Linked DNA regions of Mus musculus: regions 1, 3, 4, 5, 6 and 7 are each linked to region 2. The links are chromatin contacts, called in public HiChIP or PLAC-seq and promoter capture Hi-C maps. All regions are on one chromosome and are shown on one strand. The core of a region is the stretch at or near the end of the contact, and the rest is flanking DNA. Distances in the headings are between cores, read along the strand shown.

The links. Promoter capture Hi-C pulls out the DNA fragments that hold promoters and counts their contacts. HiChIP or PLAC-seq counts read pairs in DNA pulled down with a chosen protein or histone mark. Capture Hi-C pulls out chosen DNA fragments and counts their contacts.
Region 1: a promoter capture Hi-C map of hippocampal neurons shows a contact between it and region 2, with 3 times the contacts expected there. The contact joins the enhancer-like site here to the promoter of Thy1 in region 2. A contact is called at or near these places in 5 of 39 promoter capture datasets (embryonic stem cells, hippocampal neurons, liver and 1 more), 1 of 115 datasets of contacts at active chromatin or transcription factors (fibro-adipogenic progenitors) and 2 of 9 other capture datasets (embryonic stem cells and pancreatic islet).
Region 3: a contact with region 2 is called in an H3K4me3 HiChIP or PLAC-seq map of craniofacial prominence, with 5 times the contacts expected there. The contact joins the promoter of Oaf here to the promoter of Thy1 in region 2. A contact is called at or near these places in 3 of 39 promoter capture datasets (embryonic stem cells and neural stem cells) and 5 of 115 datasets of contacts at active chromatin or transcription factors (the NIH/3T3 cell line, the SCID.adh cell line, craniofacial prominence and 2 more).
Region 4: a contact with region 2 is called in an H3K4me3 HiChIP or PLAC-seq map of the SCID.adh cell line, with 6 times the contacts expected there. The contact joins the enhancer-like site here to the promoter of Thy1 in region 2. A contact is called at or near these places in 4 of 39 promoter capture datasets (embryonic stem cells, frontonasal cranial neural crest, hippocampal neurons and 1 more), 2 of 484 Hi-C or Micro-C datasets (the G1E-ER4 cell line and embryonic stem cells), 3 of 115 datasets of contacts at active chromatin or transcription factors (the SCID.adh cell line, embryonic stem cells and forebrain) and 4 of 9 other capture datasets (adipose tissue, embryonic stem cells, liver and 1 more).
Region 5: a contact with region 2 is called in a promoter capture Hi-C map of adipose tissue. The contact joins the promoter of Ddx6 here to the promoter of Thy1 in region 2. A contact is called at or near these places in 1 of 115 datasets of contacts at active chromatin or transcription factors (memory CD8 T cells) and 1 of 9 other capture datasets (adipose tissue).
Region 6: an H3K4me3 HiChIP or PLAC-seq map of forebrain shows a contact between it and region 2, with 4 times the contacts expected there. The contact joins the enhancer-like site here to the promoter of Thy1 in region 2. A contact is called at or near these places in 4 of 39 promoter capture datasets (frontonasal cranial neural crest, hippocampal neurons, liver and 1 more), 4 of 484 Hi-C or Micro-C datasets (the G1E-ER4 cell line, cortical neurons and embryonic stem cells), 5 of 115 datasets of contacts at active chromatin or transcription factors (SST interneurons, astrocytes, embryonic stem cells and 1 more) and 3 of 9 other capture datasets (embryonic stem cells, liver and pancreatic islet).
Region 7: a promoter capture Hi-C map of embryonic stem cells shows a contact between it and region 2, with 3 times the contacts expected there. The contact joins the promoter of D630033O11Rik here to the promoter of Thy1 in region 2. A contact is called at or near these places in 6 of 39 promoter capture datasets (the 3T3-L1 cell line, embryonic stem cells, hippocampal neurons and 2 more) and 2 of 115 datasets of contacts at active chromatin or transcription factors (embryonic stem cells and forebrain).

Annotation. Positions count from the first base shown.
Region 1 is chr9:43,480,386-43,484,125 of GRCm38.p6, forward strand. No RefSeq gene overlaps it. Among named protein-coding and RNA genes, the nearest start is that of Gm36855, 39 kb to the right of the region's middle. Within about 2 kb of position 1,911, at least 43 of the 459 cell types and tissues checked have an H3K27ac peak or open chromatin away from gene starts, as enhancers often do. A contact at or near this core is called in fibro-adipogenic progenitors and hippocampal neurons, where this site is marked.
Region 2 is chr9:44,041,577-44,045,642 of GRCm38.p6, forward strand. It overlaps Thy1 (thymus cell antigen 1, theta), which reads left to right and starts at 1,808. Exons shown (of 4, transcript NM_009382.3): 1 at 1,808-1,900. It overlaps Gm39323 (a long non-coding RNA gene), which reads right to left and starts at 608. Exons shown (of 3, transcript XR_870686.2): 1 at 1-608.
Region 3 is chr9:43,237,843-43,241,917 of GRCm38.p6, forward strand. It overlaps Oaf (out at first homolog), which reads right to left and starts at 1,974. Exons shown (of 4, transcript NM_178644.3): 1 at 1,465-1,974. The coding sequence starts at 1,731.
Region 4 is chr9:43,347,469-43,351,553 of GRCm38.p6, forward strand. No RefSeq gene overlaps it. Among named protein-coding and RNA genes, the nearest start is that of Gm36799, 8.3 kb to the right of the region's middle. Within about 2 kb of position 2,808, at least 12 of the 459 cell types and tissues checked have an H3K27ac peak or open chromatin away from gene starts, as enhancers often do. A contact at or near this core is called in the SCID.adh cell line, where this site is marked.
Region 5 is chr9:44,602,229-44,606,213 of GRCm38.p6, forward strand. It overlaps Ddx6 (DEAD (Asp-Glu-Ala-Asp) box polypeptide 6), which reads left to right and starts at 2,664. Exons shown (of 14, transcript NM_181324.3): 1 at 2,664-2,724.
Region 6 is chr9:43,330,520-43,334,785 of GRCm38.p6, forward strand. It overlaps Trim29 (tripartite motif-containing 29), which reads left to right. Exons shown (of 9, transcript NM_023655.2): 8 at 1,791-1,867. Among named protein-coding and RNA genes, the nearest start is that of Trim29, 22 kb to the left of the region's middle. Within about 2 kb of position 1,867, at least 37 of the 459 cell types and tissues checked have an H3K27ac peak or open chromatin away from gene starts, as enhancers often do. A contact at or near this core is called in astrocytes, cortical neurons and forebrain, where this site is marked.
Region 7 is chr9:43,257,438-43,261,564 of GRCm38.p6, forward strand. D630033O11Rik (RIKEN cDNA D630033O11 gene) reads left to right here and starts at 2,442. Exons shown (of 3, transcript NR_168927.1): 1 at 2,442-2,622.

The DNA.
Region 1 (3,740 bases), core at 661-3,160, 560 kb before region 2:
GTGCAAGTTGTTTGCCTCGGTACTTTGTCACAGTGAGGTGTTTGGCCCTCCTTTTCAAGTGGATGTGGGGGTTCCTGCTCCTTTATCCTTTTCTTCACTTTTGACCAAGAGGTGAGGAGTTTTGCCTCCATCCATGCCTTCCAGAACATTCTACCTCGAGCCATGAAAACTGTCTAGTGATTAATCCCAGGGCACTTTCCCTCCTGGGGAACCTGCTCTATGTTAAAAGCTCTACCTGAGCTCTTAAGCCAGAGAGCACGGAGCCAACTGACCTGGACTGAAACCTTCCAATGTGGTAGTCAAATTAAACCTATTTTTATGTCTCGATTGTTACCTCGAGTGTTTGCCACAGTGATAGGAGGCTGCTAAACACAGACCGACTGAATAATGATGATAGCTTCACTTGGTAAGTACCTACTGTTTACCAAGCACTTGGCTAACTCAACTTTTATTACCATGCTCATTAAGTCCTTATCCAACAACAGGGTGGGCACAGCACATTCTTTTATCTCTTTTTCAGACAGTAACACCAAGGCTCAGAGAGGGTAGTAACTACCTTGTCTAGAGCCAGACAGTAACTACTAAAGCTTGTAATCCAAGGCCTGGGCATATGGCCACTGGACCTTGGGTGGGGCTGGGTTGGGAAGTCTCCTCAGGCATTTTGACTCTTAGCTGAGTTTTGCTGTCTGCAGCATCATGTGGCCGTTGTTCCTCTATGCTGGGTAACCCTGCACAAATGCCAACTAAAAACCCTGTCACCTAGAGTCCCAGAGGTTTCTTCCTGAAGGGACATGCTGCTCTTGTGACAAGGGAGGTAGAGTTGGGGGAGGAAGTGCCTGGGGCCTGTCATCTTGTCCCTGACTCCTACCTTCTGCTACTGAGTGACAGTCAGCCAGAGCGGTGGGGAAGGAGGAGAGCTCTAAGGACCCACAAGAGACTGTTCATTTTGGCTCCTAGCCCATGGTGGAGTTAAGTGGCTGGAAAACTCCTAATTGGGGTATGGGGGTGTGTGGCCAAGGCAGCTGCAGCTGTGACAGCTCGACCATGTGCCAGCCTTGAGATCAAACCACTTACAGGATACATCCCTCAGGAGAGGTGTCTATGCCCAAACAAAGAGATGCTGAAGCCAATCTTACCCTGTGTGGGGACAGAACCAGAGACATCAAAGCTGGCTCTAGCCCCAGGAGCTCACACAGTCTTCCCAGCTGGAAAAACTCATCAAGGAGTAAGTTCGGAATTTACTACCTAACAAACAAGACAGGATAGCGTCAGCCTCCTCTCTGGGAAAAGAGGCTGGGAGTCTAGGCTGTCCTTGCTGCAAAACCTGGGACCCAAGGTCTGAAATTGAGTGTAAGTTCATTAGGAGGGAGAGTGCCCTGAGAATAATTATTAGATTATTCTCAACACTGTATATTGGGGTTTGTATTTGAGTATTTTTATGTTAAAAAACCCAACCAAACAAAACTAAGCCATCCTATAGCATTGTGCTCCTCCTAAGTGACACAGGTGTCACAGGTCCTGGATGGTGACCCACTGCCTAGTGGTCCTATAAAGATGACCATAGCAGCTTCCTGTAGGCATCAGAGAATGCCCAACACTGTATTCCATAATTACATCATTTTGTCCCTGTTTAAACCAATCTGGTAACTTCCGTTTCATTTGTTCCCATAGCAAGCAGAGCAGACATTGCTCATCTCTCTTTGCAGATATGAAATTGCTGAGACACAGTGCAAGGGAAACTAGAACCTGGAATCCTTAATCCAGACCCAGCACCCTCTCACAGCAAAGCATTTCTGTCTGAGCTGTTTGTCCACTGTCTGAAAAGCAAGCGGATCCTAAACGGTGAGGATGTAACAGTACTGCAGAAAGCTGTGCAGGGCTCTTGCTGGGCAGGCAGCCACACTGGCCTTCTGGAGTCCTGGGAGACAGCTCAGAACTTGGAAGACAATGTTCTATTACATGGTTTCCCACTGGGCCTGCATGTTGAGCTCAACAAACATTCAGAGAAGAGTAAATGCTTGGGCCATTTTCCCCCATGGAAGGATGAGACTGTCTCAGAGATGAAACGCACTACCGCTGCTGCTGTCTTCTCTATGGCTCTGACGTCTCTTCTCTCTCCCCAGCCCTGGCCATCGGAGGCATCTGGATAGGCAGGGCTTGGAGAACAGGAGTGAGACCTAGCAAGGCTTCACATCTGGCAGTCACAGCTCTGAAGGGACCGAAACAATTCATCACAGCCCTCCCCTGCTTCTAGTACACCTTGCTATAGGTTGGCTCAGCTTCTCTAGTCGCTCAGCTCCTCAGTACTGGGAGGAGCTTGCCAAGGCCCCTGGATCCTCACACATGGTGGATTCTACCCTCCCAGGGCATCCCTGTAGTACAGATGTCAGTCCTGCAGTCAGAAAAACAGAGAGAGGCCCAGAAGACAGCTGAAGGCAAAGAGGAGATCTGGGCTGGGCTGCAGATTCAGTGACGCATTTGGAGTGGAGCCCTGGTCTTCAGTTCCCGTGCAGACTTCAGGACATGTGTCATAAGGGAATCCCAAAGGGCAGTCCTGGATCACACACTTCTATGTCAGCTATTTATTTTCGAAGGTCCTCCACATGTGGTCTGTGTCATTTTGCTGTGGCAGGAAGGCAAGGTGCAGGTGTTTTGAGGCTGGTCAGCAGCAGTGGATTTAATGGGAAGCCAGGCTGAAGCCTTGCTCTCCTGTCAGGCGGCCTGGACCCTTCTAGAGGAGGTATCCTCTCTTCCCAGGGAGACTGGAGTGGCCTTGTGTTATAGAGGACTCGTGAGTATAGCACAGCCTTGTGTTTCAACAAGAGAGATTTGAGGAAACTTTGAGGTTGTCACCCCTCACAGTGCCCAGGTTTTCTTACTCCCCATGAGCAGGGGGAGAGGAAGGGAACACTGGACTACTGTAGAGTCTGTGACAATGGTCTGGTTTCCAGAAAAGACATCAGGCTGCCCCCTTTCTGCCCACACACTCTCAGACTGCCAGCACACACCAGCTGCCAACCTGATTCTAGTTAGCTCCACGACTGCCCTGGGAAGGCAAGCTCCCCAGACATTATTATCAGTGTAACAACCCAGTGTGACAGTCTGGCTCCCAAACACCTGACATGTGTGGTTCTATACATCAGGGTTAGTGTTTGTCTTTGTCTACTGGGGCTGTGGTGACAAAATACCACGGAGTGGGTAACTCAGAAATCAGAGTATCGTTCTCATAGTTTTGAAGATTGGGAAGTCCAGGGTCAGAAACTGGCAGATTCAGTGTCCCACGGTGGGAGCCTCATTCCTGACTCATAGATGACAATTGTGTCTTCACATAGTGGAAGGGGTAAAGGGTTTCTCTCAGATCGCTTTCCTAGTGGCACTAATGCCATTAAGGAGATTCTTGAAGGTCTCATAGTATTATCATCTTGTGGAGCAAGATTTCAGTACCTGAAATTTTTTAAAGATTTTTTTATTTCATGTGTCTGAGTATTCTGCCTGTATGTATGTATGTGCACCCTGTATTTTATGTGTCTGAGTGTTCTGCCTGTATGTATGTATGTGCACCCTGTATTTTATCTGTCTGAGATTTCTGCCTGTATGTATGTATGTGCACCCTGTATTTTATGTGTCTGAGTGTTCTGCCTGTATGTATGTATGTATGTATGTATGTATGTATGTATGTGCACCCTGTGCATGCAGTGTCCACAGAGACCAGAAGAGGGCGCTGGATCCACTGAAGCTGG
Region 2 (4,066 bases), core at 558-3,057:
GATAGCCCCCACTCCTGTTAGAATGTCCCATTGTCTCCAGCACTGGGGAAGCACATAGCTCTCCAAGGGAGGGGACTGAAATTGCATCTGCAGGCCCAGGGATGGCTTCCAACAGTGCCATTTACTGTATTGAAAGCTTCAGTGACCGTGCCAGGGCCAACTTCTATGAAGAAACAGGAGACTGGGCAGGCAGATGGCTGAGAGGCAGAGCCAGGCCACAAGACTCTCCACCCAGAATTCAGAGACCGGGAACCAAACTAGCCTTTAAAAAACATAAGTACAGGAGCCAGCAAGATGGCTCAGTGGGTAAAGGTGCCTACCAGCAAGCCTGACAGCCTGAGTTCAGTCCCCACGAACTACGTGGTAGGAGAGGACCAACCAACTCTGGAAATCTGTTCTGCAAACACATGCTCACACACACACACACAAATAGTATAAACAATTTTAAATTTCATTTAAAAATAATTTGTAAACAAAATCATTAGCACAGGTTTTAGAAAGAGCCTCTTGGTGACATCAAGTTGATGCTGTAGATGGGGTATCATTCCTGAGGACCCAAAACCGGGTCTCAGCCTTTCCCCATTCTGAGAGTTCTCTCTTTTCTCAGCCACTAGCTGAAGAGTAGAGTGGCTCAGCACTGGGCTCTTGAGTTCCCAAGTCCTACAACTGGTCAGCCTGACTACTAACCAGCCATGAAGAAACAAGGAGTGGATGGGCTGAGTCTGCTGGGATGGGAGTGGAGTTAGTAAGTGGCCATGGATGTAATGACCCCAGCAATGCTGGCTAGAAGGCATGCCTCCTTTCCTTGTCTGGAGACGGAACGGGATCATCTTGTACTCACAGAAGGGAGAACATTCTAGCTGGTTGGGCCAAAATGTGCAAGTTCACCTGGAGGTGGTGGTGCATGCTTTTAACTCCAGTACTCAGGAGGCAGGGCCAGGTGGATCTCTGTGAGTTCAAGACCAGCCTGCACTATGGAGAGAGTTTTGGGACAGCCAGAGTTACACAGAAAAATCCTGGTGGAAAATCTGAAAGAAAGAGAGAAAGAAAGAAAGAAAGAAAGAAAGAAAGAAAGAAAGAAAGAAAGAAAGAAAGAAAGAAAGAAAGGAAGAAAGAAAGAAAGAGTGGCAGGCAGGCAGGCAGGAGGAAGGAAGGAAGGAAGGAAGGAAGGAAGGAAGGAAGGAAGGAAGGAAGGAAGGAAGGAAGGAAAATAGGTGCGACTTCAAGATCCGGAGTTACAAGCAGAATGCACTGTTTCCCTAACAGGGCCAAGTGTTTTGAGTAACTGAAGGTGGGCATGATGCCTGGGAAGCAGAAACAAGCCAGGCAGATGCACCCCTTGCCTTGCTTCCGAAGGGCTGCAGTAGCATGGAAAACATGGAAAACAACCAATCCATTCCCTTTGCTGATATAACAGGCTCCAAAGCCAAAACCTGTCACTGGAGGCTCAAGAGCAGATCTCCAGCCAAGAGGCAAAGGAATGGGGGAAGCTGGAGGGCCTCCCTCTGGTTATCCAGGCTTCTGAAGGTTCAAGCAAAGAAAGGGTTACAACCTTAAAAGGAGAGCGTCCCGGGGTATGGGTAGAAGACTGCTCCACCCCGACCCCCAGGGTCCCTAACCGTCTTTTCCCTGGGCGAGTCAGCCCAATCACAGGACTGAGAGTGCCTCTTTAGTAGCAGCAAGCCACTTCGGACACCCAAATGGAACACCTCCAGTCAGCCCTCGCCGACCACCCCACCCCCTCCATCCTTTTCCCTCAGCCTCCGATTGGCTGAATCTAGAGTCCCTCCCTGCTCCCCCCTCTCTCCCCACCCCTGGTGAAAACTGCGGGCTTCAGCGCTGGGTGCAGCAACTGGAGGCGTTGGCGCACCAGGAGGAGGCTGCAGCTAGGGGAGTCCAGGTGAGAGCAGGCCGACGGGAGGGACCCGCACATGCAAGGACCGCCGCAGGGCGAGGATGCAAGCCTTCCCCAGCTACAGTTTTGGGAAAGGATACCAGGGCGCTCCTATATGGGGGCGCGGGAACTGGGGAAAGAAGGTGCTCCCAGGTCGAGGTGGGAGAGGAAGGCAGTGCGGGGTCACGGGCTTTCTCCCTGCTAACGGACGCTTTCGAAGAGTGGGTGCCGGAGGAGAACCATGAGGAAGGACATCAAGGACAGCCTTTGGTCCCCAAGCTCAAATCGCTTTAGTGGTGCGAATAGAGGGAGGAGGTGGGTGGCAAACTGGAGGGAGTCCCCAGCGGGTGACCTCGTGGCTGGCTGGGTGCGGGGCACCGCAGGTAAGAAAACCGCAATGTTGCGGGAGGGGACTGGGTGGCAGGCGCGGGGGAGGGGAAAGCTAGAAAGGATGCGAGGGAGCGGAGGGGGGAGGGAGCGGGAGAATCTCAACTGGTAGAGGAAGATTAAAATGAGGAAATAGCATCAGGGTGGGGTTAGCCAAGCCGGGCCTCAGGGAAAGGGCGCAAAGTTTGTCTGGGTGTGGGCTTAGGTGGGCTGGGTATGAGATTCGGGGCGCCGAAAACACTGCTGCGCCTCTGCCAAATCACGCTACCCCTGTATCTAGTTCTGCCAGGCTTCTCCAGCCCCAGCCCCAATTCTTTTCTCTAGTGTTCCCCCTTCCCTCCCCTGAATCTCAAGCCCACACTCCCTCCTCCATAACCCACTGTTATCAAATCCAAGTCATTTGCCACCCAACAACCATCAGGAGGCGGAAGCAGACGGGAGGAGTTTGAGATCAACTTGGGCTACATCACGAGTTCCAGGCTCACCAAGGCTTCTTAAGGAGACCTTGTCTCTAAAATTAATTAATTAATTAATTAATAGTCCCCTTTCTCTGCCACAGAACCTTGGGATCTGGCTCCTGGTCGCAGCTCCCCCCACCCCAGGCTGACATTCACTGCCATAGCCCATCCGGAAATCCTAGTCTATTTCCCCATGGATCTTGAACTGCAGAGAGAATGGCAGAGTGGCCCGCCCTGTGCAAAGGATGTTCCTAGCCTAGGTGGAGCTCGCGAACTCGCAGACTGTGCCTCTCTTGGGCAAGGACAGGCTAGACAGCCTGCCGGTGTGTTGAGCTAGGGCACTGTGGGGAAGGCAGAGAACCTGTGCAGGGCAGCAATGAACACAGGACCAGAAAACTGCAGCCCTAGGAACACTCAAGAGCTGGCCATTTGCAAGCATCTCTGGCCTCCGTGCTTCTCACTCATGTCCCATGTCTTATACAGGCCTCTGTGGCACCTCGCTTGCCTGATCTCATCCCTAGCCGTTAAGCTTTCTGCATGACTTATCACTTGGGGCATAATGCTGGATACCTACCATTTTCTTAGACCCCATCAAAATCCTATTTGAGTGTACGGTTCGGAGAACCTCATTTATCCGGTAAATGTCTTTTACTCTGCTCTCAGGGAGCTGAGGCAGGACATCCTGAGATACATTGGGAGAGGAGATACAGTTTCAATAAAATAATAGGTTGGGTGGAGGTACATGCCTATAATGCCACCACTCAGGAAATGGTGGCAGCTTCGTGAGTTTGAGGCCAACCCAAGAAACATAGTGAAACCCTGTCAGTAAATAAGTAAGCAAGTATTTGAGTATCTACTATATGCTAGGGCTGACCTGGACATTAGGGGTCATCTTCTGAACAAACTAGTGCTTGAGGGAGGTATTTGGGGTTTTTGTTTGTTTAATGGATCTGAATGAGTTCCAGAGACTGGCTACACAGCGATATGACTGAGCTTAACACCCCTAAAGCATACAGTCAGACCAATTAGACAATAAAAGGTATGTATAGCTTACCAAATAAAAAAATTGTATTTTCAAGAGAGTGTCTGTCTGTGTAGCCCTGGCTGTTCTTGAACTCACTCTGTAGACCAGGCTGGCCTGGAAATCCATCTGCCTGCCTCTGCCTCTCTGCCTCTCTGCCTCTCTGCCTCTCTCTCTGCCTCTCTCTGCCTCTCTCTGCCCCTCTCTGCCCCTCTCTGCCCCTCTCTGCCCCTCTCTGCCGCCCTCTGCCTTCTGCCCTCTGCCCTCTGGCCTCTGGCCTCTGCCCTCTGCCCTCTGGCCTCTGGC
Region 3 (4,075 bases), core at 724-3,223, 800 kb before region 2:
ATAAAATGTCCCTAAAGTTTGGCTGGATGTGCTGAGTGACCAGTTTCCCCTTCTCCACACACTGGCTCATTGGCCCTATTTGCATGTAAGAACCCAGTTTGGGCCTGTGTGGCAAGCACGGGCTACCATTCTGCTAAGTCCTTGGTCAGGATGACTCCCTGGGCCTGGGCTAGAACATCAGTCCAGGCTCACCTCTACTCTACCCAACACTGGATCTCCCTGGTACCTCTGATGCTCATGACAGTCTCACAGGATCCCTAGCTGGCTGCCCAAATTCTGCCCCCTCTCCCTCCAAGGTCTCCAAATAACTCTCAGTTTTGGAATGGAGGGGAGGGGAGAGGAGAGGAGGGAAGAGGAGGGATGGCTATTTAGTCCTGGATATTCGTCACTTCTGTTCCTCTCCCAAAGACAGAGGGGTGCAATGCCTCCTTTTAGGGGGAAGAGCTGAGAGTGGATGATTAGAAGACTCTCCTCCCCCCAACCATGAGATAAGGTCTCACTCTGTAGCTCTGTATAGCCTTGAACTTGTGTTCCTCCTGTCTTAGGCTCCTGGGATGACTGGGGTGGCATTTCACTGTCTTTTCTTTCAGAGATTTCTGTTGTTGGGTCACCGTCACTCAGCACCCTGGAGTTCCATTTCTGGATAACTCTAACATCTCTTCTTCTCTCCATACCACCACACCCACACAGAGACAGAGACAGAGACAGAGACAGAGAGAGAGAGAGAGAGAGAGAGAGAGAGAGAGACGGGACGGGAGGGGGGCAGCTAAACTGTGGACTTCACCAGCCCCTGTCAGGCATGGGCGGAGACACCGACCACCCTTTCCAACTGAGGGGAACCTCCCCTTTTCTCTCCTCCCTTCCCCCAACTCTGCCTAGGTCCTCTGGCTCCCAAGTAGTTCAGCCCTTCAGGTTACAGAGGAGAGCTGCTACCAGACTTGGGAGGGACCAAGGGCAGACAGCTCTGCAGGGAAAGCGATCCCGGAATGGTGCTCCAGGCTGGAGGTCTTGAAACCGCTTCCTTGCCAAAGAACAGCGGAGTAAGGGAAACTAACTTCACACCAACACAACAGGGAGAGCCCAAGGTCCTCTTGCCACCTGTGGATTTCCCCTTTAGTCACAGAGGCAGTGGCAAGAAAGGAGGCCTTGTTAACAAGAACTTTTGTCGGAGTGTCAGCTTGGAGTGCTGAGGAGGGAGCGGGCTTTGAAGCCGGTCAGTGCGTGAGAAGGGCCTTGGTTACTCAGAGCCAAGCAACAAAAAAGCTAGAGGGGTTCACGAAAGAGAATAAAGACCGGGATCTGGGTGCCAGAGAGTGGGCAGCGAGTTAGAGAGGTGACCTTGGGCATGTCACGTTCCCCTTTCGGCACTGCGTTTCTCTTCTGCGGGCTTGAGGGTTCCTGGGACGCCCGACAGCTTGCCCGCCCTCCGTGGTGGGTGGGACAGGACTCTTGATGGTACCTCACCTTCTTGAAATCCGCGATGAAGGAGATGAGAGTGCCGTCGGGTTTGCGCAGATCAAGGCTGATGCTGTCCGCGTCGCTGTCCGCCTGTAGACTCTCCTCGATCACCTGGCTGTCGGGCAGTCTCACTCGGACCCGCAGCTCGGCCGGAGCGCCGCTGCCCGCGCCCACGCCGTGCAGCGCCCCAAGCAGCAGCGGCGACAGCAGCAGCAGCAGCAGCGGCAGCGCGGGGCGCGCCGAGGGGACGTCGCGGCAGCCAGGGGGCCGCATCCCCGGGGCCCCCGGCGCGCCGCGTGGGGGAGGGGAGACGCGCCTACAAAGTTTGCTCGAAGTTGGGGGTCCGGTTCGGGGATTCCCGGCAGTCCCCTACTTCTAGAGGGGAGACTCAACCCGGAGGTTCCCCACGACGTGCAGCGAATTCACGTGGGCCGCGTACAGCCACGCACCCCGAGTCCCGGACGGCGCCCCCCGTGCGTGTCCCCTAGCCGCCCCGATTCCTGAGCTCCGGACTCCGTTCAGCACTTTTCATTCAATCCCACCCCCCGTCACTTCCTTCAGAAAACAGAAACCACCAGGACCTGCCTTAAAGAGACCGCGCACCTCTTGGCCCTTAAAGGGACCGCAGTGGCCCAGAGAGGGGCGGGGATTGGGGACCACGGGGCTCAGCCGCTTTGTGGTCTAGGCTGGCTTTCTCTGGATCCCTCCCTCCCGCCGCGCCCCGTCACCGGCCGGGCCTTGTCCAGAGTTTGCGCTCCGGGCAAATCCCTTCCTCCCATTAAGGGCGGGACGGGTGACTCCCCCGCCCCCTACACCCCTCTGGCTTGTTCTGGTGCCACGTGGATGAAATAATCGGGCTTGGGTTTTCAGAGGTTTTGCTTAGTCTTTTAGTTTCTCTGACACAGCGAATTTCTCAAAAGCGGCTGGGGGAAAAAATCAGGCCTCACCTAGCATTCTGGTCTTTTCCTAGGTCGGGGAGTGCAATTAGGGGTTGAGGGCCATCTGTGCATCCATCAGGTGTGAGCTGTTTTTGTAAGTGAGGCGGCCAATCTGGATGCGGCCATCAAGGAGCTTAACACTTTATGAGCCGTTATTCAGTTTTCTCTCCTGTGTTCAGTCAGCCTTTCTCCAGCCCAGCCCACCGCTCAGGGCCTCTGCTCTTTCCGATAACGGAAGCACCAATCAAGGGCCACAAAAAGACACTCCTGCTGTGCCAGAGACTCCAATAAGCTGAGTGAAGACTTGGGGAGCAGGATTCCCCTCTGGTTGGTGACACACAAGCATACTTTGAAAATTGTTTGAGCCTAACTGTCTGCTAGTGAACACAGAGGGTTGGGCGTCCCTGGAGATAAGGCCCCCTGGGCATGGCCAGGACCATTGTTTCTCCTGTCCATTGCCACTTCTGTTTGTTCCAGGTGCCCTGTGGTCTCTAGGGTCTTGATGACAGATGGTTGAAACTGTGCCTCCCCACTCCACCCCCTTCATCTTTCCTTCCTAGGGGATCTCTAGCACATGATCCACCCCCAACTAGCATGAGCCCGTCCTTTGGAACACATATAGGACTGAAGGGGACTTAAGATGTCCTCCATCAGCTAGAGAAAGTACCCAAGGAGCTGAAGGGATCTGCAACCCTATAGGTGGAACAACATTATCAACTAACCAGTACCCCCGGAGCTCTTGACTCTAGCTGCATATGTATCAAAAGATGGCCTAGTCGGCCATCACTGGAAAGAGAGGCCCATCGGACTTGCAAACTTCATATGTCCCAGTACAGGGGAATGCCAGGGCCAAAAAGTGGGGGTGGGTGGGTGGGTGGGAGGGTATGGGAGACTTTTGGGATAGCATTGAAAATGTAAATGAGGAAAATACCTAATAAAAAAATGAGAATTAAAAAAAGATGTCCTCCATCTCACTCGGGGCTTCCTAAATTTGCCCTACTTCAACTGTCACTTTGATATTCATTATGACACAGCTTCCAGGATCCTTAAGCCTATAGGTTCAGACTTTCTGGGAGAGGACAGGGAGGCAGCCCTGGCAACAAGGTCCAGTGTGGTGCTTGATAAGCCAGAGGTTGGTAGACACTTGGTCCTTGACAGCATCTTTATGGGGAAGCACCTGGCTCGAGGAGTATCTTTTCCTCACTCTGGGGAGTTGGGGCAGGCTGCCAGACAATAACTGGATTGTTTCCTTGGGGTCTTAGAGCCTGAGCTGGCAGCACCGAATTGCCTGGGGTCTCAGAGCTGGCCTCTTGCCTGACAGGATGCTAGATCTCAAAGAGGCCTTCGAGCTGGGAGTGCCCCCATGAGTCAGTTCCATAGTCATTAGGGGCCTCACCCAAATTTCCTAACTTCCTCTGTTTCGGGTCCTGTCCCATCCATCATCACTGGTTCTGTCCCAGGCCCCGGACCCTCCCCCGAGTCCAAAGATACCCACCTCCCCCAACCCCCAGTCCCCAACAAGAACCAAGAAGAGTCTCTATTTCTCTCTTCAGACTTTGTGGCTTGGAAACACAGATGGAAGATGCATCTTCCCTGTGAATAGTCCTTCTCCATTTCAACCTAATCTCTCTTCTTGTTTGTTTGTTTTTGTTTTGTTTTTCGAGACAGGGTTACTCTAT
Region 4 (4,085 bases), core at 1,558-4,057, 690 kb before region 2:
TTATTTCTTTTGTGTGTGAGCTTTTGTTGTTGTTGTTTGTGGGGTTTCTTTTGGTCTCATTGCCATTTTTGTTTGCTTGTTTTGATTTTTCACTTTGTTTTTATTTTGAGAAAGTGAAAAGAACATGGAATTGGGTGGATAGGGAGGATTTGAGAGGACTTGGGGGAGGGAAAATATGATAAAATATATTATGAGAGAGAGAGAGAGAGAGAGAGAGAGAGACAGAGACAGAGACAGAGACAGAGACAGAGAGACAGAGAGAGACAGAGAAATGCCCTAGCACCAAGTACACACAGGAGCGTTGTGTATGTTACTTTCTAAACGTGATTCTTTCTATTCCACAGAGGACTCTATAATAAACACTCCACCGTTAAGCATCTGAAGAAAAACCTGGGTCCAAGTCAGTTTAAATCAGAACTGTGGTCATCCTCCTGAACCAAGCAACTGGGCTCAGCGAGGTATTCAAATCTGAATACCAAGGGTCTTACAATACAAGGAAATAAATAACATAGCTAGCTAATAACAGGCAAGTGCCCAGGTATAATACGGACAAGAGGGACAAGAGCTCTGGATGTGCATCTTGCTAAGGAAGATACAAACAACCAAAACACAACCAAAAAGTGAGTCTCCAGGATCTGCTTCCCTCCTGCGGGGATTACAGGCAGGAGCCGCCAGTCCTGGCATTTTAAATGTGGCTTCTGAAAGTGCGAGCTCAGGCAAGCACTTCACTGACTGAGCCACCTCCCAGCCTGGAATTGCCCATTTTAAATGGGAGAGCTAGCTGGCATTTAAAGTCTGTATCAAAAAAGCTATTAAAAGGACAGATGAAGCCATATCAGAACTTGAGCAGAGTGCAAGATGTTGGGGAGTGGTGGAGACTGGGGAGTGGCGGCCTTGCTCATGGGCATTTTGGGTGGAGTGGAACTTGGGACTTTCTTTTGGGATGTCGTATACCCACAGAGAGTGGAGTTAAGTGCTGAACTCAGACCTGTTGCTAGCATCCATTGTCTCTGTCAAGAAGGTATCCACTGAAAAATCTCTCTGGTCAGTTTTAGTGGAGGTCGGTATTCTGTCCCACTCCACTGTCTCCGTGTAGAGGCTATCACATCATTTTGATGTTGTGCAGATGGCTATACATGATCCTAGGTCTCCCAAAGATTGACCATGTGTGATGGGCTTGGAGTCAGTGGAGCCAAGCTTGGCCTTGGATGGTTGCCGACCCCCTAGCCTCAATCTTCCTACCAGAGGTGTCTGAGGGTGCCAGACCCCACTGCTGGCTGTAAAGCACATAGCAAGAATACAAATAAAGGCTGTGTGCGGTGGTGTATGCCTGTCATCCCAGCCCTCAGTAGGAACAGGCAAAAAGTTTGCTGCATGTTTGGGGCTAACCTTGTCTACATAGCAAAATCCTGTCCTTCACAAAGGGCTGGACATGTAGTTACATTGACAGAATGTTTGATCATTATGTACAAAGTCTTGTGTTTGATCCCAGTACTCCATAAACCAGGCACTGTGATGTATATTTATAATCTCAGCAGAGACAGGTTAAGGCCATCCTTGGTTTTATACTGAATTTGAAGTCAGCTTGGGATACACACACACACACACACACACACACACACACACACATTTAAGTGCAAAATGACAGACAGGAACCAATTCTGTTGGCTTTGGCCTTTGGATTTACCCTATAAATGGATGAGGGATCGATTATCCCAATTATCAGATGAAGAAATGAGGGGCCATATGTGTGGTACCTTTTCAAAGGACACGAAGTCAAGATGAGACCCTGCTCTGACTGTATGTCACCAGACTATCCTCACTGCTGGATCCTGGAAACACTACAGAGTGGAATGCTTCCAAGAACACCATCAACAATGGCTGATTTCACCAGCAGGACATACCTCTAGACATGGACAGATACTATGAGCTCCTCCAAGGCAGGAGGCAGGGTCCTCTCAGCACCTCTCAGACCTAGGAGTCTTTTGGATATGATAACAGTGTGGCTCTGGCAGGGGCTGAGGAAGACAGCAGGGGAGGAAGGCAGTGGATGCTCAGGTCTGTGAGGAGGGCAGAGTTGGGGGTCCAGTCATCTCTTCACGACCCCTCCGCCTCTTCCTGAGGCCGGGGAGAGATGAAGGGCCTGGCGCTCTGCAGTGTTCTGTGGCGCTCAGGAAGATGGCTGCATATCAGGCTGAATCACACAAGCACTCTTGATAAACAGCGGTAGCTCTGCTCCTGCCAGCTAACGGGATTAATCTAAATGCACACAGGCACAGCTGGGTGAAATCAAAACACAGGACCCAGGTGACATGACACTCCTTAGCAGTGGACCCCTCCTAGTCTCGAGCCTTAGCATGTCAACCTGCCCTGTGCTGAAGTCCGTTTCTGAGGGCCTCATGATGACCATATGCATCAAGGGCTCAGGTGACTCCGAGGGACAAATGGTACATGAGGGAGGCTGGGTATATGGACAGTCTCAGAATGAACGTGGTGATGTCGGAAGTTTGGGAGCCATAGGCAGGGAGGGACACTTGCTTTGGAGGACAGGAGACGCCTCTGAATACTCCTGTTACCACCCGCCACCCCACCTCCCTGCCACTCTGCCAGTCCTGCTGCTGGGAAGAGCTCACCCTGGTAACCTTCATGAGAAGGAGAAACAGCTGGCACTTGGAGCTTGTTCTGGTCTCCCTGGAAAGGGAGGGCGGTGTATTTACCCAGACAGACACCCCATTCTACCCACCTGTAACCCCACTGTGCTGCTAAAGAAACTGTGGCAGGTTTGGAGGTTTATCAGATAGCATTCACCACAGAGACCGCATTTCCTCCCCAGTCACCGCTCAGGGGAAAAGTACAACGCAGGGCCAGCTCCAAGGCTGAGGCCATGAGAGCTCACTGCCTCCAGGTGGCAAACCCCCCTCCCCCCACCAAGGCATCAGGTCAGTTGCTTGGGCTGTAAGTTCCCTTGCACTTCCTGACTGAGTCCAGCACCCCAACTCCCACCCCGAAAGAAGCTCCAGGTGCTATGGGGGAGAGAGGGGATCTGGTGTGTGTGGGGGTGGGGGGGGAGAAATCACTTCTGATCTGTAAAGTCAGAGTGGTTTGGGAGGGTTGTCGATGTGTCCACCTCCTGCCTCTGGAGTGACAAACAAGATATAGTCCCGCCCCCTCCTGTAACCCACCCCTTATTCTTTCTCTGGAACCTCTGGGACCATAAACTGATAAACTGTCACTTTCTGTGCTGGACGCTTTAGCCTCCTGTTCTCCTCTTCCTCGAATGTCCCCTAGCAGCCCATGGAGGTGGCTCCTGCCTGTCACACGAGCCCCACAGTCCAGGGGAGCCAAGGCCACACTGCTGGAGCTTTATGACAAACCCCATTCCTCTTCTCACCTCCCCGGGATCCAGCCCAATTCTTGCTCAGCTCCTGAGAGTAGGTCCTGAGAAGAGAAAGGGTGGGGTGTGGAAACAAGATCGGTTCAAGTTCTTATCCCTTGGCGCCTGGCTCTGTGGCCTGGGCAGACCCTTTTGCCTCCCTCAGCATGGAAGTCCTGGTTTGTAAAACAAAGAAGAGGGAAGCAGAGGGAAGCGCTGCCTTACCTAGGCTACTCTGTTGTGGGAACAAATGAGGAAAATGTATACGCGTGGTCTCCATGCTGTGAGGCGTCACAGAACATTAGTTGTTCTACCACACCCCGGGGGCAGGCGTGCTCCCATATCCACGCCAGCTTTTCTATTAATACTGTTCAGAATGATAATGACTTAGGCATGATACCAGATGGGGGTGGGGGTGGGCTCAGTGGCCCTGGCGTTAAGACATCATGGGACTCTGTATAGGACCAAGGGAAGGAGCGCTACTCTCCACTTTAAAAAATTTTTTCATTTATGTACATAAACACACACACACACACACACACACACACACACACACACGCACGCACGCACGCACGCACGCACACACACACACACACAATGTGCATTGGTGTTTTGCCTGCATGTATGTCTGTGAGACTGTGTCAGACACCCTAGAACTAGAGTTTCAGACAGCTGCGAATGTGGGTGCTGGGAATTGAACCAGGCTTGAAAG
Region 5 (3,985 bases), core at 1,414-3,913, 560 kb after region 2:
AGACATCTTTAATCCCAGCAGCAAGAGGTAGAGGCAGGTGAATCTCTGTGAGTTTGAGGCTAGCCTGGTCTGCAGAGTGAGTTCAGGACAGCCAGGGCAACAGAGAAACTCTGTCTGGAAACATAACAAAACAAAACGCAGAAAGGAAGGAAGGAGAAAGAAACAAGTAGAAAGGGAAAGAGTGACAGAGGGAGGGAGAAACGTGAGTTGGAGAGATGGCCAAGCAGTTAAGAACTGCGGGGGAGGGGGGGGGGCTGGAGAGATGGCTCATCGGTTAAGAGCACTGACTGCTCTTCCAGAGGTCCTGAGTTCAATTCCCAGCAACCACATGGTGGCTCACAACCATCTGTAATGGGATCTGATGCCCTCTTCTTGTGTGTCTGAAGACAGCTACAGTGTACTCATATATATAATAAATCTTTATAAAAGATTATTATATATATAATAAATCTTTAAAAAAAATAAATAACTGAGGCCGGGTGGTGGTGGCACACACCTTTAATTCCAGCACTTGGGAGGCAGAGGCAGGATTTCTGAGTTCGAGGCCAGCCTGGTCTACAAAGTGAGTTCCAGGACAGCCAGGGCTATACAGAGAAACCCTGTCTCGAAAAACCAAAAAACCAAAACCAAAACCAAACCAAAACAAAAAAACCCCCACAGGCTGCACTTGCGAACAGCATGGTTCATTTCCAGCACCTACATGGTAGCTCACAATCATGTTACTCCAGCTCCAAGGGATCAGAGGACCCCTTCCGGCCTCCTCAGTTCCCAGGCACACATGGTAAACAGATATACAGGTCCCCATACACATCAAATAAAATAAACTTTAAGAGAAATAAAAACAATTTTTAGGTCAGGGGTTGGTGGCGAATGCACTTAGGAGGCAGAGGCAGGTGTCCCTATGAGCTCGAGGACAGCCTGGACTATACAGAGTGAGTTCCAGGACAGCCAGAGCTACACAGAGAAATTGTCTTAAAACCAACCAAGCAAGCAAAAGGGGCAAACAAAGCCTCATAGCTTTTCCTAAGAGATCACTTAGCTTCTCTCCAGAGTGAACACAAGGTATGGGCCTATTCCCTTGCAGGAGTAGCTATTTTAAAATCTGGGTGGGAGATAAAAATGCTTTAAACTCAGAATTGCAAAAAGCATCACCATCATCATAATACATTAAGAGTGCTGGGTGTGGTGGCACAAATGACAACTGGCTATTATTCTACTCTGTGCTTGCTATGGCAAGCATGCACTGGAGTTTGGTAGACTTGGGCTCTCAAGTAAAAAACAAAAAACAAAAAACAGGAGAGCGCAGCGGTTTAAAAGGGGGGGGGGGGCTTCAGACTTATTCTGATTGGATGTTGCTAGCTAAGAAGCAGGAGGGCTGGAAGCAGGGAGTCATTGGTTTAGAGAGCATATTTGGCTTTCTCTGATTGGTCTCAAGTTGGAAGCAGCGGTAAAAATATGGAAGCTGCAAGTCAGTGACTAAGTACTGACTGTCCAGGATTCCCTAACGTCGGTGTTTAGTAAGGAATCGCACTGTCCCAAAGGGTTTAACCACTGTCAGTATTTCCAGCCCTCCAGCAGCGTAAGACGCGAGTTTTTAACTTTCTCCGGCCCAGCTCGATTTTTACTTAACAAACAAAAAAGTTTGTTTTGCTTGGAACAAGACGACTTTCTAGGTTAAGGATAAGACATCAGGATCCGAGAATCATAGAAACAAACGCACAAATATCTGCAGTAAGGGTCAGGCAGGAGAATCTACGGGTCTCCCATTTGCACAGCGAGCCCTCACTGGTAGAGGCGATCCGCCCTTCTTTCTAGAAGAGTGCCACTGCGGGCAGGAGCAAAGGGTCACCTCGCCTGCACTCCGGGTTTGATAGCCCACGACCGAGGGCGCGCTCCCGGCTCACTGCTTCCCCCGGTGCCCCTTCCCGCTCCCTCTCAGACAGCATCGGCCCCAAAGGCCCCACTTTTCTGCACGCCCTGGCCTCGCAGCGTCCTCCCGGCCATCCCAGCTCAGCTTCCGGACCCGCGCAGGCTGCCCTCCGAGTGTGTCCGAGGTCAGCAGTCAGCAGACGTCCCCTCCGGCCCGGGACCCGTCAGCCCAGCTCCGAAGGGACGAACGAAGGCAAGGGCGACAGTCCTCGGCCACCGCCATTCATTTCCCCAGCGGTCTCGTCAGCTCTGCAGGCAAGCCCTCTCGCCCGTCCGTCCATCCGTCCGTCCCTCCGTCCCGAAAGCAACCCCGTGTTTCCCTGAGCTCGGCCCCGTCAAAGGCCGGTCTCTCCCGACCCTCGCCCGCCGCGCCCAGGAAGCCGTGACGCCGCGGCGGCTGCAGCTGCAGCGGCCGAGCTCTCGCCATCTTGTGTGGAGGAGGAGGAGCCGCGGCCGCCGCCATGCGGAGCGGCTGGGAAGGAGGGAGGGAGGCGACGGCGGCGGGCGAGGGAGGGGGCAGAGCAGCAGAGTCAGCTCAGCCCGGCGGCGGCGACATCGGGGGCGCCGGCACAGCGGGCGCCGGCCGAGGTAGTGCGGGGTGGCGGCGGCGGCGGCGGCGGCGAGCTGCGCGGGCAGCGAGCGTCGCGGCGGGGGCGGGGCGGGGCGGCGGGCGTCGCGGCGAGGGGCCGGGTGGGGGCGGGCGGAGGTTTCCGAGGAGGAAGGAGCCGCCGCCATTTTGGGAGCTTCGAGTCAACAATAAAGGACCGAGGGTGCGGAGCGGGAGTGGCCTCGGTGGTAGGACTCGGGCCCGAGCCGCGGGGCGTGGGGTGAGGCGGCGTGGTCGGGGTCGGCAGGATCCTGAGGGTATCAGGGAGCCCCCTTCGGGCAGAAGCCCGAGGCCCAGGCCTGGCCCGGGAGGACGGGCGGGTGGCCGCTGAGAAGAGCGGGGGCGGCGGAGAGGAGTGGAACCGAGGAATGTGGCGTGTGCGGGGTATGGAGGAGGAGCGGCGGGGAGCTCTGGACGAGCGGTGCGGTAGACGGGAGCGGGGACGGAACACCGGCCGGGACACCCGAGTGAGGTTGGGAGTGCGAGGCAGGGCAGCCCTGCGGGGGGTGGCAGGGCTGTGCTGGCCGGGGACTCGGCTGGGAGAGGAGCCGCGGCTGCTCGCTTGCAAGTAGGCCTTGCAGGTTGGTGGGGACAGAGGGTTTGGGGGAGACTCGGCGGCGTAAGAGGGGAGGAGAGGCGGTCCAGTTTCGGGGTTCTCTTCCGGGCCTTCTGAGGGGGGGGAGTCCCTATTGTTTCCCACTCGCAGAGCTGGTTCCGGCTCTTGTGGCGCAGATAGGATTGCAGGGCAGAAACCCTTTTGCTTTTTGATCCGAGGGAGCTGGGTTTGAAGCGAGGGAAGTTGGGGGAGGGGGCGAGGAATTATTGCCTTACGGTTACCGGACTCCGATTCTTGGCTTAGGGTTTTCCCTTCGCCATAGCCCCCCTTTACCTTCGTAAGAACCCCAATCACTCCTACTTCCTGTTGAGGCGTATAGAAATCGCCCTGTATTTGCAAACAAAAGCCCTTGTTGGAGCTTATGGGACTGTTTTAGGTGTGAAAACTGTCAATTGCTAACCACGGTCTGGGCCCTGCTGTAATTAACTCTGCCAGGGGCTCCTCCCAACTAAGTCTTATGTTCCTTCGTGGTTTTGTTTTAGGAATATAACTTGCAAATCTAAATTGGGAAGGGGTAGGACGAAAAATTTCCCACTGAGCCATAAAGCTGCAGTGCAGGTATCCGTTTCTGGAGGGAGCAGTTATCGAAGTCTCTGGGTTTAAGGCGCTAGGAGGTTTTACTGTGCTTGATTGACAGTACTGATGGTGTCGGTTAGGATTCAGAGGTTGCCCCCTTCATCCTCTTAGTGCTGTACAAACAGTAAGCCTTCCTGTTTGACGGACCTGATACTGTTGATCGTATGCTGTCAATACAGAAAATACCTATTGAGATAACAAATAAACAATTTAATGTGATAGAAGCATTTGTGAGCAAGTTGATGTATTTAACTTGA
Region 6 (4,266 bases), core at 617-3,116, 710 kb before region 2:
GCGGAGGGCTACAGCTCTTAGCTCCGGCTCTGGCTGGCTCCGACATTTCCCATCAGACTATGTACAGCCTCCTGCTGAGGCCCTCCTTGGAAGGGCTTCTCACTTCCAGCGAGTTCATGGCAGGCACCTTCAAGCTGACTAGAGATGGCCTAGCCAAGTTGCCCTGTGTGCCAGCATAGCCCGCAGTTCTGAGAACCCCTCCTCCCACACCCTCTGCCCAGTCCACAGGGGGAGCACAGGGCCCCAGAGAGGTGTTAGAGCCTCAGCCTCCTGGAAGCCTGTACCCATGCCACTGCTAACACCTCTCTCTCTCCCAGCAGGCACTGGGAAAACCCCCTATCAGTTCACAACCCTGGGACAGGCCACTGCAGAGTTTTCCAAGCCCCTGGACCGCAGTGGGCTGTTTAAAAACAATCCGGGTACCTGCCTGCTCCCCATCCCTCCCCTTCCTCTGTCATAGAAGGGCAGGTGGGCCATGCTGTGGGGGGATCTCTGCCACTGCTAGGGAGTCCTGGGTCCTGTTCCAGAGAGAGAGAGAGAGAGAGAGAGAGAGAAAGAGAGAGAGAGAGAGAGAGATATGCATGTCCCCTGTCCCCACCATCCTGGCTCTCTCTCTTTGGACTTCTGTCTGCTGCCAAGGCTGGTCTCCTGGGCCACCCTGTCCCCTTAGCTCTTATGGCTGGTATGGGTTTTTCTTTCTGGAAAGAGAGAGGCCAGGTCTCAACTTCCAGTTTTCATTGTCACCCAGGATCCATAGAATCTTCTCTTTCTCTGGCAGCTTCCACCCTAGGTGCAGGGACAGCTCCAGGGGTTCTTGCTCAGTGCAGTGGGAAGTTCTGCAGGTGGTAGGGCCCACTGCATGCAGCCACAGCCTCGCTGGATCGTGGCTGCCAAATACTGACCCTGAGAACCTCTCTAGCATCTCATTCTCCAAGTCATGGGTGATCTGCCCTGCTGCCGAGCAGGCTTTCCATTGCGTCTCCCAGTCAAGCCCTTTATAGAGTGCCTGGGCTAAGAAGGAGGGTGGGGAGGCAGGCAGACTTACTCTGGCTACCCCCTTCTCATCAAGTACTGAGAGCCACCTGCTGGGACCTTGGGATGGCTGTCTTAGCCTTGAGTGACAGTCACACTGGCCAATGGCTGACCTTCTGTGGGTTCCTGGTCTGCTGCTGGTGAGATGTGAGACAACCAGAGCCAGGCAGAAGGAGTGGAATGATGGATTTGGAGTCTGGCTAGCCTTGGTTTCTAGTTCTGATAGCTCCTTGCTGCGGGCAAACTGCTGAGCTAAAAGAAAGGACCAAACAGGGGCAGACACTCACATGATGCTTGGCACAAGTGGAGCTCAATAAATGACCCTCACAGCAGAGCCAGGAGTCCCTCCTTCTGGGCAGTGTTGGCAGGGGCTGCTGACTGACTGAATGACTGTCCTGGACTCTGGCAAAGGGACAGGTCTATGGTTGTTAAGCCCTCTGGGCCAGTGGGTGGTGATCCTGGCAGCACAGTGCAGACCTAGACAGGGAGACAACGTTCTCCTGCTGTCTGGCCTCATCCATCTGACTGGCTCCTCCTTCTTCTGTCTGTCTTGCTGTCTCCTTCCTTTGCCTCTCAGGATGTCCAGTTGGCAACTGCACTGCCCCAGCTGCTGCACACCTCTGCAGGTGGCTGAACTTGGCCTTGGGCTGGATGATGCTTGGGGGTCACTTTGGGGCAGGCATTGAAGCTGCTCCATCTATGGGGCTTCCTGATTGCCATCCAGGGCTCCTCCTAACTGGAACATTTTGTCTTCCCAGGCTTTCCCTCCCTCCTCCGGAGCCAAGTTCCCAAGGCCCAGCCTCAGACTTGGAAATCTGGCAAGCAGACTCTGCTGGTGAGTACGGCGTACCGGGAGAGTTGCCAAACATAGGCATGTCCAGGGACCTGGCAACTGAGCAGGCTTCCTGAGTCTGTTTGACAAGAGTGACTTTTCTGGGCCATGCTGGGAGCATAGGAGGCAGCAGTGACCCTTACACCAACATGTAGCAAAGATAGAGAAATGGACTTACAGGCAGGGGACCAGTAACTGCACACTGCCTTTGATCTCAGTTTAGAACCTGTAACACACGCATCCTATGTTTGTATTTGCAAGTGATCACTGAGTATCGATGGTGGCTTGGTCACCAAGAGGCATGTGATTGTGATGGGTGTCACTCCTAGGGCTACTTTCTATTTCTGACAGCATTGAGGCCATTAGGGGTGATGGTGTGTGTATGGGGGCCGGGGAGCTAGAAAGCTAGAAAGGTATATTTAGAATTTACTCTCTAATAACTCTAAGCTGGGGCTATTAGAAAGCAGCACTGGAGGGAGGATGTGGCCGAGGGACGGAGACTATCTGCTGGCATCTCAGAACCACAGACCCTTTTCAAGACTCTCTTCATTCTTGTATTTATGGGTACACTGTCACTGTCTTCAGAGACACCAGAAGAGGGCACCAAATCCCATTATAGATGGTTGTGAGCCACCATGTGGTTGCTGGGAATTGAACTCAGGACCACTGGAAGAGCAGTCTGTGCTCTTAACCAGCGAGCCATCTCTCCAGGCCTTCTCTTCATCCTTATAACGTGATGATGAGACGAAGTGCCCCCCCCCCCCTTGTGGACCGACAGTCTTATCCGTGCCTGGGAATAGCATTGATCACAGACTGCCACCCTGGAGGCTTCATTTCCCCTAATGCTTCCCTCTCAACAGCTTGCTAGGTCCTGAGAGGTCATCCAGTGAGCCATGCAGGTAACACCAGGGTTTTGTTGAGATGGGGGTGGGGGATGGGGGTCAGAGCCCTCCCTTCAGCTGCTTTTGCATTTTGAGGTCAGAGCACGAGATTTACTCTGTTCTACAAAGAGCGGCTGGGGCTGGTTTAATTGAAAAAAGTCTTTAATTTGTGGGCGAGAAGAGCTAAGCGATTGCATGTAATGCGGAGCTGGGCCCAAGGGCGTTGAAGCAGCAGGACTGTGGGAAACAGATAATGGGAGAGAGTTATCCCTCTCCCTCCTATGCACCTTCCTGGCTCTCCAGCCTCGGAGGCTCCAGCAGGACAAGGCTGTGCTGTCCTACTGTGACACCTAGTGTTGGGAGGATAGAGGCCAGTGCAGTAGGAGGCCTGAGAGCCAGGCTGCCTTGTGCCTAGGCCCCAGCCAGCACCAGCTTCCTATGTGATATTGTGTGAGTCGATCTTCCATGCCTCAGTTTCCCCATTTCTAACATGAATTCTGCAGTTTGGGTGATCTCATAGTCCTTGTGACTCTCACATGTGGTGACCCTAACTAGGGAGGGATGGAAATGAGCACCCCACTCACGCCCCCTGCCCCTCAGACAGCTCTCAGACAGCAACATTGTTCACTGGCCTGCAATCCATACACTATTGACCCAGCCTTTCTGAAAGACAAGTTCTCGCCTATTCACCTTACCCAAAGCATGGTGGACTTCTTTGGGGGCCCTGGAATGGACCTGAGGGTTAGAGAGACCTGGCTCCAGGCTCTGCTCTATTAGAGCAGCCCTGTAACTTTTTGTCAATGCCCTGTTTTCCTTCTGGGGCCTTAGTTTTGTCTTCTATGAATCAATGGTTTAGCCGGAGTCTGGGCTGAAGACCCTCCTGCCCTGGCCTTGCCTACGCCTGACTTCTACTATGCAAGAGTGTCAGACCAGAGCTTCTGGGAGGCCCGTAGAGGCTCTGTGCCTGACCCACTTAGGGACAAGGCTGATTCCTGAGACCCTCCAGAGGCTGGCAGTGCTTGTACTGGCCAGGGGCAGCTCTTTGCTCTTCCATGCCAGTCTGGGGGGTGGGGTGGGGGACTGAGTTCTCAGTGGGGGTTAGGAGGAAGGGAGAAAGGGGCTGAGTTCCCTGAAATTGCCGTATGACATGATTCAAAGAGGAGGTTAGGAAAGCTCTGGCAAGAGAGGCTGGAGCTCCACAATTGTGGATGGTGGGGAGGGAGCACAGCGGAGGGAGGACCTGGCATAGTGGTGTGCTCATTCTGTACCCTTCTGTCAGCGAGAATCAGCAGAGAGAGCATAATCCAACACATGAAGTACTTGAGACACAAGAATAATACCAGGAAGTGGAGTGGAGCAGGGGGTGATGGGGTTTGGAGTCCAGTCTCTGGGTCTCTCATCTTGTTCCCCCGTTCAACTAGCTGGTGACTTAGGCAAGCTGCCCAGCCTCTCTGTGCCCTGGTTTGCTTACTTACAAAGTGGCTGTGCTCAGAGTCGCCTGTTTAATTGGACGGTTGTAAA
Region 7 (4,127 bases), core at 1,192-3,691, 780 kb before region 2:
CATGGAGAAGGCCTTTGCCTACAGAGCCTGTAGGCCTCTCTGTGCTCCCAGCCATGGCTGCCACCAAGCCAAGCCAAGCCAAGGACTCTCCCAGCGGGACTAGCTGGAGCTTCCCCCTCCCCATCACCCTACCCCAGGCCCTGGGCTAGATCCAGCCATCAGCCCCCACTCTATTCTCAGCTCTTCCACAGCATCCAACGCTGCCTGGGTGTTTGAGAGCCTGAGAGCCAGAGGCCCGGGGACCCCCAAACTATCTCCAGCTGTCCCGCACCTCACACCGTGCCTCCCCACCCTTGGAGCGGTGTCCCTTGGTTTCCCCATAGCCTGACACCAACCCAGCAACAGCGACAGCGTGGGGTAAGTGGAGGGTGGGGGAGTGGGGGAGTGGGGGGTAAGGGGTGGGAAGGTTGGGGAGAATGGGATTGACTCCCCGAGTCCCACCTCCCCGAGCTGCTGAGCCCTGTGGCAGAGCAGACTCGAGACCCTATAACCCTACATACCATTGATTTTTTTGGTTAATTAGTGCCCTCTGGTCTCCACGCAACTAAGGAACAACAGTTCTTCTGGTCTGGTCAAGGCAAGTTTAAAGTTAGCAGCCAGAGTCACAGGCTTCTCCCTCAGGTCTGTCTCCAGCGTACTCTGGAGACCGCAGTGTGAAGAGGACTCCCTGAAACTATGTGCTTCTACACCACAATGCAGTTCTACCCTTGACATATTCTCTATGAGAAGAAGCCCAACTCTAGACACCTCCTGCTGAGGAATGGTGGGCCTGGAAGGACATCTAGAAGGAGTTTGGAAGCAAAATTAGCTGATATCACTTTGGTTCTGGTGGACCTACTAAGTGCTCCCTTGAGACACTCTCAGGTCTCTTTGAATGACGGCATGCTCGGCTTTACCTGTCCCTTGGATATTTTATACTTATATCTACAGTTCACAAAAAATAACTCCCTTGAACTTGCTGTAGAGTCAAGGATGACCCTAACTTCTGATCCCCCTGCCCTACCTCTCTAGATGTGGGACTAGAGGTGTGGTCTAAACATGCCTGATTTACAGGTTGCTGGGGAAGGAATCGGAAATTCATAATGGTAGGCAAGCTCTCTCCTAACTGAGCTACACCCCTAGCTAATATTAACCCTTTACCTATTTCTATTAAATTGGAGCTTCCAGATGGGGAGATGAATTTGAGATCTGCCAATTTCCCCGGGAATGTAAGACTCTGGGGGAGGAGGTAGGTGTCTAGAAGTAGGTTTCCTACCTACTGAATGGACAATTGGGAATCTCTTGTCTTGTAGCTACTGCTATGAAGTAGGGTGGCACAGTGGTAGTATGGTGGGGTAGCTTGGTGGTTGTAGTGGTTTAAATGAAAATGATCCCATAGATTCTAGGGAGTGGTGCTATTTGAAAAGATTAAGTGCTGTGGCCTTGTTGGATTGGTGTGGACTTATCGGAGGAAGTGGGCTTCAAATGCTCCAGGCAGGCCCAGTGTCTGCACCCTTCTCTCCCTTCTGCCTACAGATCCAGGTGTAGAATTCTTGGTTACTTCTCTAGCATTAAGGCTGCCTCTATGCTGCCCTGCTTTCCACCATGATGAGGACAGACCAACCCTCAGCCAGCCCCAACTAAATGTTTTCCTTTATAAGAGTTGCTGTGGTCATGGCATCTATTCACAGAGATAAAACCCTAATGAAGACGCCCAAACGTTCTCTCTCTCCTGCTGCCTGCAGATCCAGATATAGAATTCCTAGCACCATGTCTGCCTACATGCTTGCATGCTTGCGCCATGACAATAATGGACTCTGAAATCATAAGCCAGCCCCAATTAAATGTTTTCTTTTTTAAGAGTTGCTGTGGCCATGATGTCTCTGCACAGCAATAAAAACCCTAAGACGGTGGTAGTGTGTGGCTCGGTAGTAGAGTGGGCCTCATCTTGTAGGGAATGCTCTTTCAGCCACAGAATTGCCTGTAACTGCTTCTAACTGCTCTCTCTCTCTCTCCCTTCTTTTTAATTTCTGTGAGAAGAATCCCAGTTTGCTTTCTCTGAGCTTTGTGTGTGTATGTGTGTGTGTGCGCGCACGCGTGCGTGTGAGCATCACAACTTGTATTTTCCCACTTAGCAAAATATTAATTATCCTACCCTGGAACCTCTCTGTCGGGTGTATTTTCCTCGTGCCACCCTCTAAGCTGTGGGGTACCAAGAAACTGCTGTGTTTTTCCCTCATCTCAGCAAGACTCCTGTAGTGTCTGAGGGGAGACCTGTCCCACCTCGCTGGGTGCAGGCTAACCTCTGTGCCTCACAGTGGCATCCAGTGCTCCTGCTGTCTCAGCACGGCTCACACAGTGTGGGAACCTGTCATTTTCCTCCAGGAGGCTGTGAACGTAACTGCACCTGTATTCACACTATCATCTGAATTCCCAATGCCTAGTGCAGTGTCTGGCATAGAGTCATGGCTCTCGGAGCAGTTCCAGTGAAGCAGGTAAATGAATGAAAATAAAGAAAATAATGAAAATAAGGAACAGAGTGAAGGAGGCGCAGCTTCCTGTCTGCACCACGGCATCGGTGTCACCTCTTGCACAGTCCCATATGGAACTTATGACTTGAGCCCTTCCTGCCCTGGGTGTCTGGTGAGTCCTAACCTCTGTCCCTGCCTACTGAGGGGGAAGGCTCCAGGGAGCAAGTGCAGCCAAACGCAGAGTTTGAAAGAGTCTTAGTGAACAAGCGATTGATGGTCATCTGGATCCACCATGGGAGAATTGGTCCCTGGTCGCTGAGAAGGAAAAGCCTCCGAATTCTAAGCACTGGCCTCTCGGGTCCCACTTCCCACTAACACAGTGAGCAGAAAATGGATTGGTTTTTCTCTGCTTCACAGATGAGGAGATTGTGGTGTGAGACGTGGAATTAAGCTTTACCCAAGGTGACAGAGCTGCCCAGGGACCAGGTTCAGGCTGAAGGGTTATTCTTTTTGTTGTTGTTGTTGTTGTTTTGTTTGTTTGTTTTTCGAGACAGGGTTTCTCTGTGTAGCCCTGGCTGTCCTGGAACTCACTCTGTAGACCAGGCTGGCCTTGAACTCAGAAATCTGCCTGCCTCTGCCTCCCAAGTGCTGGGATTAAAGGCATGCGCCACCACGCCCGGCTGGGTTATTCTTTTTTTAATAACTTCTGACCAACAGGATAGCTGAATGCAGCCTAGCCCCCAAATTGTAAACTTAGTTAAAACGCTATGTTCTATTTTTTGCAATTAAAAATAATTACTATGTTGTGTGTGTGAGAGAGAGAGAGAGAGAGAGACAGAGACAGAGACAGAGAGACACAGAGAGAGAGACAGAGAGACAGAGAGCACACAAGCACAACGTTCAGTCTCCTCTTCCATCACGTGGGTTCCAGGGCTTGAACTCAGGTCATCAGGCTTGGTGACAAGTCCTTGACCCATGGAGCCATCTGTTAGCTGCAATTTGTGTGGTTTGTGAGCACAAACAACTTGTGTAGCAATAACAAAAGGCTTGGCATGTCTGGGGGCATGCGCATGGTGGCTATGAGGGCTCTTAACTGAAATGAGAAAGAAAATGAGGGTGTGGGTGGGGTAGGGTTTGGTGGTGCGTGCGTGCGTGCGTGTGTGTGTGTGTGTGTGTGTGTGTGTGTGTGTGTGTGTGTGTGTGTGCAGCATGTATGGGGGATGGGTTGGCGGTGTGTGCAGTGTGTGTGTGTGTGTGGGTGCAGTATGTGCAGTGTGTGTGTGTGCAGCATGTATGGAGGGTGGCTTGGTGGTGTGTGCAGTGTGCGTGTGTGTGGTGGGTTGAGTGTGTGTGCAGTGGGTGGGGGTGGGGGTTGGTAGTGTGTGCAGTTGGGGCGGGGGCTCAGGCTGCATCCTGGAGCCTGATGCCTTCCAGCCTGTGCTGTGGAGAACAGAGAGAGAAGGGCAGAGCTGCTCATCCTGAGTTTGGGAGGGGGTGGAGGGGTGGGGTGGAGGGGAGGTCCAGAGGTGGAGGTAGAGAGGATGAGGGGATGAGGGATTGGGAGAGCTGCTGGGTCTCTTTTCTTAAAGTGGGTTGAGGCTCCAGTGAGGCGGTAGAGCTGGAAGCCATGAGAGCCTTCTGTGCTCTGGAAGCCATCAGAGCCTTCTGGGCTCTGGT